2 separate regions of the Mus musculus genome follow, and region 2 is linked to region 1. The links are chromatin contacts, called in public Hi-C maps. All regions are on one chromosome and are shown on one strand. The core of a region is the stretch at or near the end of the contact, and the rest is flanking DNA. Distances in the headings are between cores, read along the strand shown. Region 1 has its middle 28 kb from the start of Nobox. Region 2 overlaps Tpk1 (thiamine pyrophosphokinase).

The links. Hi-C and Micro-C count contacts between places; a contact is called where the count stands out from the background.
Region 2: a Hi-C map of cerebellum shows a contact between it and region 1, with 1.5 times the contacts expected there. The contact joins two enhancer-like sites. A contact is called at or near these places in 4 of 39 promoter capture datasets (3T3-L1-derived adipocytes, embryonic stem cells, liver and 1 more), 5 of 484 Hi-C or Micro-C datasets (the HL-1 cell line, adipose-derived mesenchymal stem cells, cerebellum and 2 more) and 5 of 115 datasets of contacts at active chromatin or transcription factors (effector CD8 T cells, embryonic stem cells, extraembryonic endoderm stem cells and 2 more).

Annotation. Positions count from the first base shown.
Region 1 is chr6:43,334,352-43,340,252 of GRCm38.p6, reverse strand. It overlaps a transcript of Tpk1 not described here. Among named protein-coding and RNA genes, the nearest start is that of Nobox, 28 kb to the right of the region's middle. Within about 2 kb of position 2,927, at least 36 of the 459 cell types and tissues checked have an H3K27ac peak or open chromatin away from gene starts, as enhancers often do. A contact at or near this core is called in cerebellum, where this site is marked.
Region 2 is chr6:43,645,931-43,651,831 of GRCm38.p6, reverse strand. The region is part of intron 2 of Tpk1 (thiamine pyrophosphokinase); the gene reads left to right. Among named protein-coding and RNA genes, the nearest start is that of Tpk1, 17 kb to the left of the region's middle. Within about 2 kb of position 2,126, at least 6 of the 459 cell types and tissues checked have an H3K27ac peak or open chromatin away from gene starts, as enhancers often do. A contact at or near this core is called in cerebellum, where this site is marked.

The sequences.
Region 1 (5,901 bases), core at 1,678-4,177:
TATAGAAAAGAAATATTTATGTAAGTCACATACATAACATCTTGTCTAGACCATGTATGTATAGTAGTGATGCATACAATAAGTATGTAGATGCTATTCATACAGATGCTGCCGTTACACATTTCCATTTCAGGGGTTAATAGCTTTTGTTCCATCACTGTAGGGCTCTGCCTTCTTAAGTTGACATCATAAGTGTTGAGCTCCATGGTACTGAAATCATGTATCTCATATTCATGGGACAATGAATACGTGAATTGACTATAATGAATTAGGAATTACAGAGGTCTCAGGTTACTAGAAACATTCATCTCAAAAAATATCCCCATAGTAGCAGGCCTTTGCAGACTTGTAGGAGGTATATTTCATCTTGTAGGAAAGAAAGCCCCCACCAGCATTGCTATCTACCTATGACAGAAAGGACTTTCTCCTGGGGGGAGGGAGCGTGCGGGGGGCAGGGGGGGCTTGGCAAGTTCCCTGGACTAGCTGTATTCAGTCTGCTCCTGGACCAACTCTCTTGAAGATCTAGTCTACAACATAATCTACAAGGACTCATGTTGATTGACTTTCTGAAAAACTAAAAAATGTTTACCAATATGACTTCAAAGGAGAAAGGCACCTATGTATTCTATCTTCTAGTGTCTGTGCTGCTTTGAATAAAATCATTACAAGTAATTTTATCCTTATTTCTTTCACAGTTATTTTCTTATGGTCAAATTAAAATATTACTGATGTTTCATGTTCTGGTCCTGTCTCTTATGTGAAGATGGAATTGATTTGATATTTGATTTATGGTAGAATATAGAAAGAATAATATAGCTAAAAATGAACTTCCCTCATTAAACACAAATTCCAAAGACTAATCCTGTAACAATGAGTTAATTTTAAATAAAGAAGAAGATGAACATTTCAGATTGGCATATAGCTCTTAAACATAAGGTTGAGTGCTTGCTGTAAAACAGACACTGGAGTAAACAAAATTTTTAGGGCTTGCCTGACTCTCAGTGGTAAACAGGTCAGAAAGAGCTACCCCTGTTCTGGTTACTCCTCCAACTCCTTCCCTGATGTTTCTCATATTCAATTAATAGCCTAGCTTCACCATGAAAATCATAGCCGTCAGAATGAACTTTATAGAGACCTTATGTTCCCCTCCCACAACCAACACTTGGCTCCTCCTCCTACCCACACTATTTTCCTACCTCTGACCAGAGATAAACTATCCACATTCTTATCCACATTCTTATCAAGGCTGATCCCTGCACCATGCTCCTTAGCTCCCCTAGAAAGGTCCTTCTGCAATCTGCCTGCCCTATGCCTTTCATCCAAATCATTAGCAAACAATTACTTTTTAAAGTGCATTTGCACACTCCCAGCTACCACCTAACTTTGCTGTTCCTTCGTCCAGTCACTAAGCTCCTTTAAGAACCTGGTTTAGTCTATTATGTTCTTTTGCTGTGTGATGACACCATGACCCAGGCAACGTGTAAAAAAAAAAAAAAAAAAAAAAAAAGTATTTACTGGAGGGCTTGCTCACAGTTTCTGGGGGTTAGTTCATGGTCACCATGACAGGAAGAAGATGGACATGGTGCTGGAGCAGGAGCTGAGTGCTCACTTTCTGATCTGCAAGCATCCTTCCCTTGTTCTTGCCCAAACTGCTCAGTCATGATTGTGTTTCTCTCTGTATTCAAAGTGGGCTTAGGCTCTCCTCACTTCTCTCAGGCTCCCTCGCATTCCCATGCCCAACCCCAGCATGGTCTCCCATCACTTCACAGTTGTCTCACTTCTATCTTGTTTTCTTCCCCAACTTTAGCCACATCCAATCAATCTTCGACTTGAAAACCTGCAATGACTTTGAGGGGAAATACAGGTGTTTACAGTCAACTAAAATGCCCCTGGCCTTCCCTGACCTCGTTTTTTATATTCTCCCCTGCACACTGTGTTCAATTCCTCAGCCTCTTTGACAGTCTTTATCCATTGCCACTCTTCCTAAGGGCTTCTGCCACATGCCAGAATTCCAAGCATTCTTAAACCAACATGTGAAAGTGAAGTCACCTTAATGATTACATATATAATTTATGATTAATGAAAATGAATAGAATACAGTGGTACTATATAGTCTCTCAATAATCCCTCCTCTACATCTGTAAAAGTCCCAAGTAAAAATACCTCCCTCTAGAACATTCCCCTAACATGGAAATCAAGTCTTTATTCAATAATTATCTGGACTAAAATCTTTCTATGCCCATTTTTCTGCAGTTCTGGCAACAAATTGATAACCTCGGGCATTTTTTAATTAGCTGCCTTTTAAAGATGGTTTGCTAAATTAGTCAACTATGAAATCACCTCGACCAAACGATTAAGTTCAGATTGCATTTTCAATCCATCGCCTGTTTTTACTGTATGAACATACCGTCACTCCAGGATTGTTAATTACAGTGTTTATCTGCCTGTGTTTTCTTACGTACATAGCACAGTGTGAGGCCAGTGCCAGCTGGCACGTCTCTACCCTACTGTTTGAAGTGGCCTGCAAGCCACTGGGTGTTGACATTCCTATAGCTAGAAATAGTACTGCACTGCCTCCATTGTTTACCCAGGGGAGATGGTATTTAAAGATAAGCGTCCTTCTATCCAGGCAAGTCACCTGTGCCAATGGACAGGAGGAGAGCTCTAGCTTGCCTTAGAAAAGAGTCCGTTTGCCATGCTTAATTAGCATGACAGCTGTGCTGATTCCTGGGACGCCGCACACCTCCTCATGCCCTTCACACCCAAATAGGATTTGTGAAGCCACCACCATTAGCAAGTATGTGCCTATGATCTTATTTATACCTCAGATTTAGACTAGGAACCATGTAGTTTTAAACCTGCCTCATAGATGTGAATACAGAACACAAAGAGGCTTAAATAATGACAGAGCCAGAATGAGCTCTGTGACACCTGACTACAAGTCACCTCCCACACCTCTGCTGTCACCACTGACTCCAAACACCATCCTTGCTTGCATCATTTCTATCACATTTTTCTGAAGGACATGGGCTCAGAGACTCAGCTGTTCAAGCCCCTGAATCATGTGTCCAACTACAGGGATACTTTGTAGGTTTTTTTAACTACTGCCCTGATTTTTCCCCCATGCTAATCCCTCTGCAGTTTCACTAGGTTATCACTGGCCTTTCAAAAGAGCTAATGAGAAGTTGAGTCTCAGGGACTTCACTGATGCCTTTTGCCTGGGAGAAAGAGTATGTGGCCCTCACTGAACCTCTAGAGTGCAGTCTGTGGTGGCACTGACCTGATACCATAGATCTGCCCTACCACAGAAGCCAGCCTTGACTCTGAGAGAAAACAAGTAGACGGTGGTATTGATGAGGATACTTTCTGATTGGACGCTATGATCATGGACCTTAATGAACAACTCAAGATTCAATAGAACTTAATGACAACTCATCAGATGCTTTGTATTGCTGAAATTTCACCTACTCATATCACATTCTTTCACTTACAGTTGATAAAGGAGAAGAAGGATTTCATTGCTTGTAAGTTAGTCTTATCAAATCTGTGCCAAGAAGGGTGTGTTTGTTAGGTCTCAACATCTCCATTCTAGCTCTTACTGACAGTAAAGATCCTTGTCATTCTGTCCTAGATTTGTTATCTAAAACTATGTATAGATTTACATGGTCTCAGAGCTGGGGACAAGCCTAGAAGGCTAAGAATCTGGTGCTTAAAACTTTTTTTTTTTTTTTAAAGATTTATTTATTTATTATATGTAAGTACACTGTAGCTGTCTTCAGACACTCCAGAAGAGGGCATCAGATTTCGTTATGGCTGGTTGTGAGCCACCATGTGGTTGCTGGGATTTGAACTCGGGACCTTCAGAAGAGCAGTCGGCGCTCTTAACCACTGAGCCATCTCGCCAGCCCAAAAATGTGTAGCCCAGGCTGGCCTCGAACTCGTGATCCTCCTGCCTCTGCCTCCTTCAGCAAATCCTACCGGCGTGCGCCACCACTACCGGCTTAAAACTTTTACTAATGTGAAGACTGCTTGTAAATAGTAAAACTTTACATCCTGTCTCACCAGAAACACCATTACATTTAATTTAGTCTAAGATAACAAAACTATTTTAGAATATTTTCAGACATTCAATCCTAGAGTTAACAAATTTGTTCATAAGATATACATATAGTATGATTTCTTCCACCAGGTGGCAGCCAAGCCTTACTATTTTACATTATACATATTATACATATAGTTTACATTATTATATACACGGTATAGTATTCATGGAAATTGAAGCTAGTGGTTTTGACAGGGTTACGGGGTACCTACTGACAGTCAACTTGGATCAATCTCACCTGCCTGATAATGTTCACTACACTGTATTGGTGTTGGGAAACTCCAATAGTGGAGTAGTGAGGCAGCCCTGGATACGAGTTGTCCACTTAAGTCTCAGGCACCTCAGAGCAATAAATCATATGTGGCATCTCAGCTTTCCCTGCCACTATACTACACCCATATAAAAGCACTGTCCTTGACTGTGAGCTCCCATAAATAATGGAAAAAGATAGACTCAGACACAATATGAAAATAAAGCAAAAGAAACTGTCCCTATGGACATCTCTTCTCTCCTTCCCCAGACAAAGTCCTTGACTGCACAAAAGAAATATTAATAGCATGAGGCCAGTATATTTAATCTTTCTTTAAAAAAAACCGAAAGAAACATAGTATGATAGCAATACATTTCATAGACCTAATAAAGGTGGATAATAAACAGTGGGTCATAATTATTCCTTAGCTGCCACCGTTGCTCCTAGTTGGGGAAACTGTAAATTTGATAGGACAACAAGGAAAGAAACGGCGCTCTTTGCTTCCCCATTTACTATTCTTTATTTAGGATTAGTTCACTTTTGAATTCTATGGGTAGTTGTGAATCTGTGTATGGGCTGGTGCCTGTGTGAGTAAAGATGCCTACAGAATCCAGACTTGGGCATCAGAGTCCCCTGGAGCTGGCGTTACTGGCAGTTGTGAGCTTCCCAACATGGGTGCTGGGAACTGAACTCTGGCCTCTGTAAGAACAGTATGCTCTCGTAACTGCAGGAGTCATCTCTCCAGCCCCATACTTTTTGTCTTAACCAGTTTTCCTGTAAAATGTTTTTGTCTCTTGAATGTTACCCATGGGTCAGTTAGCCAGTAAAAGACAACAGGAGAGGTAAACTCTTTGTCAGCTATGCTACAATATGCATGTGACTGAGAATGTTGGTGCGTGGAGAATTTACCATTCCTACCATTAATTTTCAGTAGGAATAGACATCTCCATAACATGGCTGATTTGGACAGATGGGGACATGATCCCAAGTAAAGTAGGTGAGCTGAAATGCTACTCGTCACAATATTCTCTCTGACATGAAGAAAGGTTTAAAACAGGAAATGATACATAAGGGCAGAGGCAGTCTGGGGCGTCCATGCTGAGGTCCACAAGGCTGTTACCCCAGAACAGCGATGGATGCAGCTCAACACAAAACTGTAAACCTATTACACAGAGAAGCCTTCAGAATAGCATGGTGAATATTGAGCCACCCTAGAGAGATACAGACTATAGTCCAGAGTACACTGATTCAGTGAACGTGAAGATGTTTTTCAAATTATGTGAATATGTGTCTAGATGTGCATCTGCCATAGCTGTTGAGTGAATGGGAGGCATTCAGAGTCAATTCCCATTTTTATTAAGCTTTTGCACTGATCTCCTAGCTAGACAGACAGTCTCTTAATTTGATCGGGAAGAGAGAGATTTACTGTCTGAAGACAAGCAGACAGGACATTGCGTGTGTAGCTGTAACTGGCTACTTCAGGTTCCAAGATCAGGAGTGGGGATCAAGTTGTTTCTCTTTTGGTGGTTAACATCTTTTTAAGATTTGT
Region 2 (5,901 bases), core at 877-3,376, 310 kb before region 1:
CTGAAAGTATGCTCAGGTTGTGGCTTGTGATTATTGTTTGATCTATATAGAAGGAACATGCTCCTCTCTGTCTTGCTGTCTGTCTGACTTTCTCTGTCTCTCTCTCTGTCTTTCTCCCTCTCCCTTCTCCTTCCTACCCCCCTTGCGTGTGTGTGTGTGTGTGTGTGTGTGTGTGTGTGAGTTTATTGAACTAGTACTTTGTGTCTCTTAATGCCTGTTGCAGCATATTCACATATCTTAGCAGAAAGAACAAACAAACAAATGGTGTGTATCTTCATAGAGCTTATAGGCTAGTAGGGCACCTGGATACAAATGTCAGTGCAGTATGAAAGGGAGCTTCGAATCACATGAAACATATGAAACAAAGCTGAGGGCTTGTGGAAGGATTCTATCAACTCTCTAATTTTGGAAATCTACATCAATACTGTATGAAATTTTGTATCTGTTAATGCATCTTTTGGAGTAGAATTATGAAAGGAAATATAACACCTGAGTCTCTACTACATATTTCTAGATGGCTTCTGAGAAAGGATGAATCAAGTTGACTGAGCAGTTACAGCATATTCGTGTCCTTTTTAGTATGGCCTTGTTAGAATGCCCTAGAAAATTTTTTTCTAGACAGTGTGTTCTGTAGCTCAGGCTGATCTTAATCTTGAACTCCTTGTGTGTGTGTGTATGTGTTATATGCATATGTACCTCTTCATATGTGTGTGCAGATGTAATTGGGGCTCAGATGTTAGCAATGAACTCTTCTGTTGTACTCTACCTTCCTTTTTGAGACAGGGTTTCTCACTGAATCTGAAAGTAAATGATCAGGGTTAGTGTAGCCAGACTTTGTTTTTTATTTGGGTGCTATGGATATGAACTCACGTCCTCATACACCACATTGCTGAATGAGCTCTCTCTTCTGGGCCATGAGCTTACATTTTTAATCTTTCTGCTTCTACTGAGTACAGGGTTAAAGGCGTGTAATACCACAGTCTTTTATGCAGTGCTAGGGTCCGAACCCAGGGCTTCATGTGTGCTAGATAAGCATAGACAATCTATCAAATGTGTGTATTTCTAGCCCATCTTTGCAAATTTTGGTGGAAGAATCTATGAAAATTATTTTTGCTTCTCAGCTCCTCTATCTTATAAGACTTTTTCCTTACTCAGACTAGCACTAATCATTATCCAAATTGGGAAAATTTTTAGAACTTGAAAATGAACAGAAGATAATCTGGGTTTGTCTCATGGGTCCTGCAGTGACTGTGTGGGCTTCTCTTCTCTTTCTTTCTTCAGATAGACTTTTACAATGCTGTGGTAGTACAAGCTAATTAATAACTGCGCACATGATTCTTATTTACAATATTGCAGACAATTTCTGTGCAGGGGCCGTGTAATTGATTTCTACCTTGATGAACAGATGTTCTAAGATACTATGGTTAATTGCTGTGTGGCAGAAATTATAAAAATACCCAGTTAACCATATTCTACTTTAGTAATGCTTTTCACCATTCTCCCATGCTCAAGACAACAACAATGACAACACCAACAACAACTGAAAAAAAAAAAAAACCAACCAAACAACCAAAAACCAACCAAACAAAATCCTAACAATTCCTTTTATTAAATAGTGTCTCTGTTACTTTCCAAAGGACTGGCTGTCTTGATGCTTAGAGGGTCCTTGTTACAGCAGATGTACCATTCTTAGGTAATCAGGAAATAGGTTTTAAATTGTTGGCTCATAACCACACCTTGAAATTGGTACTAATATCCTAATTAATTATTGAATAGTCTTTGGCGCGTGATCATTTTATATTTGTAGGAAACCAAAATTTTTGTTTTTTTGAAATTATGATTTAATCAGTTAAATCTTTGCTGATTAAATTGTTAAGAAACCTTTTTTTTTTAAATTTGATTTTTGTATAGTTGATATATAACAGCCGTTATAGAAAGTGACTACAAACTCCCAAACTATAGAATCTAACCTTTCACAACATGGTGCACACTTGGCGTGGCACAGGGAGTGCTCTGCTTAATGCTGTCTTTAGTGCTCCTGGAGAAAATGCATGCATGTGGAGATGCAGCAGAAGGCACTTTCCACAGGAAGGTGTGCAGAGCACATGGCTACATCATGGCAGAGTGCCCTGGAAGCAGCCCAGCAGGCATTCTACCCCAGTAATGCTCTCCTGATTTGCTTTAGCAGCCCAGCAGCTGCCTCTGAAGCTAGGAATTTTCAGGTGGTGAGATAGTCTTAATTCCTCAGCAGCCAATCTCAGCATGCCTTGTCTTTAGTCCTGGAAAAGATCCAGAAAGGGATGGCAGAGATAAGGATACAACCTCTAGGACTTTCTGGATGTTTCTGTTTTCTCATGCATTCTCTAACAATGATATGGACACAGTAGCTATGTTACATTTATTTGGGCATCAGTTGCATAGTTTTATGTGCTTTAATTCCCCTAAGCTTGATCCATGTGCTAGGTATTACTTTCAAACTATACACATGACTCTCACTCCCAGCCCCCACCACCAAGGCACTAAGTATTGTACTGAAATTTGTTTTTATTTCCTACCTTTTTCTTTTCTTTTCTTTTCTTTCTTTCTTTCTTTCTTTCTTTCTTTTTTTTTTTTTTTGGTGTTTTGAGACAGGGTTTCTCTGTATAGCCCTGGCTGTCCTAGAACTCACTTTGTAGACCAGGCTAGCCTCGAACTCAGAAATCCGCCTGCCTGTGCCTCCTGAGTGCTGGGATTAAAGGCATGCGCCACCATGCCTGCCCTCCCCCCTTCTTTTCCTACCTTTTTCAAAAATTAAAAAAAATATTTTTTATCTGAATTTTGGAAATAACGCATTGCAACTTGGTGGATCTCCAAGGAGTAGAGAGGAACAAACTGACATGGGTAGAGCTCAGAGTGGATAGCTGACACAGGACCTCAGGAATCCCCAAGGGCTGGAGAGAGTGAGAGGACAATGAGAATTTCCAGGTGTCTAATGCCCAAGGCTTTAATGCACTTTTCAGGACTGGAGTAATTTAGGCCTGGGAAGTCTGGTTGGAACTTTCTGCAGTTTGGGCTTAAAACTATAAAATAATTTAATTCTTTAGTTTCTGCCATCTTGATCTACAATTACTGTTATTCTAGGAACAGGTGGTTTTGAAAAGTTCTCTCCTGCCTGTGATCAACTCACTGGAACTCACATTACGGGTTTCAGTAGATGACTTAAAGTAAGCCCGCAGTAACTCCTGCTGATTAGACAAATGCAAGTGAAGAGCATCTGTGTGCTGACTGGCTCCAACTAATGACATTCACGGAAGCCACTTCTCACTCTCAAGTGTGCTCTGGACTGTGACATTAGATAGCAGCGAAAGGATTATGTATATGGCAGCAAGGATACTCGAAACCTATCATACATTTAACCTTTCTATTACTGTTAGGAGATGAGTTATCGTTTCCACTTGTCAGGTAGGAACACTGCTTGAGATAGAGTCCGACAGTACACTTCTGCCCTTCTGTTGTATTGTGAAGTGTAACTGGCTTATGTTTAGTCAATCTCGTTGTGAAATTAAATTGCTTTTATGGCATGGAAGAGTAAGAGCTGCTGATGTAGCTGTTAACAGGCGCAGAAGCACTACTTAGTTGAGACAAGAACACTTCAGAGATGACTGAGTTCTGCAAGGAATTTTCAGCCCCTTGTACTGCACTGAGTCATGTTTGAGCGTGCAAACTGATATTAATTTCAGTTTATTTATGTTTCTGTAACAGAGATGATTCTATGTCCTTACTATGCCCTTAGGTTTATTGAGGCTGTAGTGGTTTGGATGTGACATGGCCCTAATATGCTCATGCATTTGAACACTTGGCTCCCAGTTGGTAGTGCTGTTTGGGAAGGTTTAGGAAGGACCTTTAGGGGGTGGAGCCTTGCTGTAGGAAGTATATTACTGGGGTGGGCTTTGAAGGCTTATAACCTAGTTCTACTTGCTGGGTTCTTCTCCTTGTGTGCTGTGGAAATGTACTCAGTCTGCTTATTGACTGCCAGGCTAGCCTCATGTTCCTGCTGCCAGGCCTTCCTTGCAGTGATGGACTCTGTGCCTCGGGAAGTGTAAGCCAGGATAAACCCTTTCTTTCCTAACTTGCTTTTGCTCAGTGCATTTAATTTTTTACAGTAACAGTGATGTATATACAGGCCATACCTGAGAGTTTTCTATATATCTCCATCAATTTTTAGAGTGAAATTAGAGATGAGAATAATGAGGTATAGAAATGATAATTTTCTTTAACTAATAAATGGTAGTGTAAGGTTTAGATATATTTATTAAATCTGGCAACACAGCTTGATAGGTTACTGCTATGTAGTACGTGTGTGTGTGTGTGTGTGTGTGTGTGTTACTGCTGGATGTGGTTTTATTTCTCTATTGAAAAAAATTCTCCAAATGTTTCCATTCTTCTCTTTGAAAACACATTAAACATACTGTCTTCCTGGTTAGGCAGACTAGCACTGTCTCTTTTAGGGAATGGTACCTTTTTGGGCCTGTGGTAAGATGATGTGTGTACCTTATCCCTGCTAGTTATCCTCTAGCCTTAGCTCCTCATCTGCCTTTGCAGCATCACAGTGCTGAATCCAAGTTCCAGGGAGCTTGGCAACGCTAGGGGTTTTATATCCCTACATAATAGGACGTTGTATGGTATTCCGTACTTCTAAGAGTAGTCCATAAATACTGAACAGAAGTAGTCTAAAAGTACAGGACACACAGCAAGCTCTCACAGTTGTATATCCAACAAGTTGTCCTTTTGTCTGAACTAGCATATACTGTTTTTAGCCTCATCATATCATGTCTTTTCCCTTTGGAAATAAGGATATAGTATTGGAAATAAGGATTTTCCCTTGAAAATAAGGATATAGTATTGGTTAAAGTTTCCGAGAAGCTCATAAATATCTCCTTAACACACAGTGTGCCAGAGAGATAATTTCCAGGGAAAAGCTATTGCACCCAGCTTCTGCACTTATGTTAGGAAGTATGATATGATACGGGCTACATAGGAAGAAACAATGCCAGCTTCTCTGTGACATTCCCATGGTGGCCTTGGATTGAGAGTGTAGCTCTGGAGTAAGCATTCTTGCTTAGCACGCACAGGACATGGGCAACACCCCACTTTGGAAAAGGGGGGAAGAACAAAGGAAGCAATGTTACCTCACATGTGTGAGATCTAAATCACGGTGACTGCCTTTTATGGACTCCAACTCAGCTTTCTTCTTTGGGCTCATTTTATGTATCACAGCCTTAATTGTTCAATAAATCATAGGCTACATTATAATACTATTTTACTCTTTATCTAGTGATTGTACACAAGCAGTTGAAACTTTCAGTAGTGAAAGCTAATTATAATGTAGAACTGAAATCTGAGCACTCTTGAAGAAGCTTGGAATATATTGACAGGTTTCTTCTTTCTTTTTGAAAATTACTTTAATTTCTTTTATCTCCATTCAGCATCTTAACACAAGCTTTTAGAAAATGAACTAATTTTCAGAAGACTGTTCTTTCCCACAATGTTAGAATTCTGCATGGTGATAGCATCCTAAATTTTTACTGAAGTTTGAAAGTAATTTTTTCCTTTTTAAAATAGCAGCACTGTCAAGCCCATGGCAGAATGATGCAAATAATCCTCGTGGGCTGGAACTATTCCTATCCTACACATGTAATTTCAGATGTAGTCAATCTTTATGCAAGTTTGAATTCTATGTACCTGAATCAATACTTCACACATGCCTAGATTTAAAAGTTTATTGTATTTTTATCGAATGCTCCATTTTTAGAATTGGCTTGAAAATTAGGATGTTTTGAAGTATGAGTGCCCACAGAATTGTTGCTCATAAACTCTTCATAGAAATGCAGAAGTTTCCAAAGGGTTGAATGTCTCCTAAAT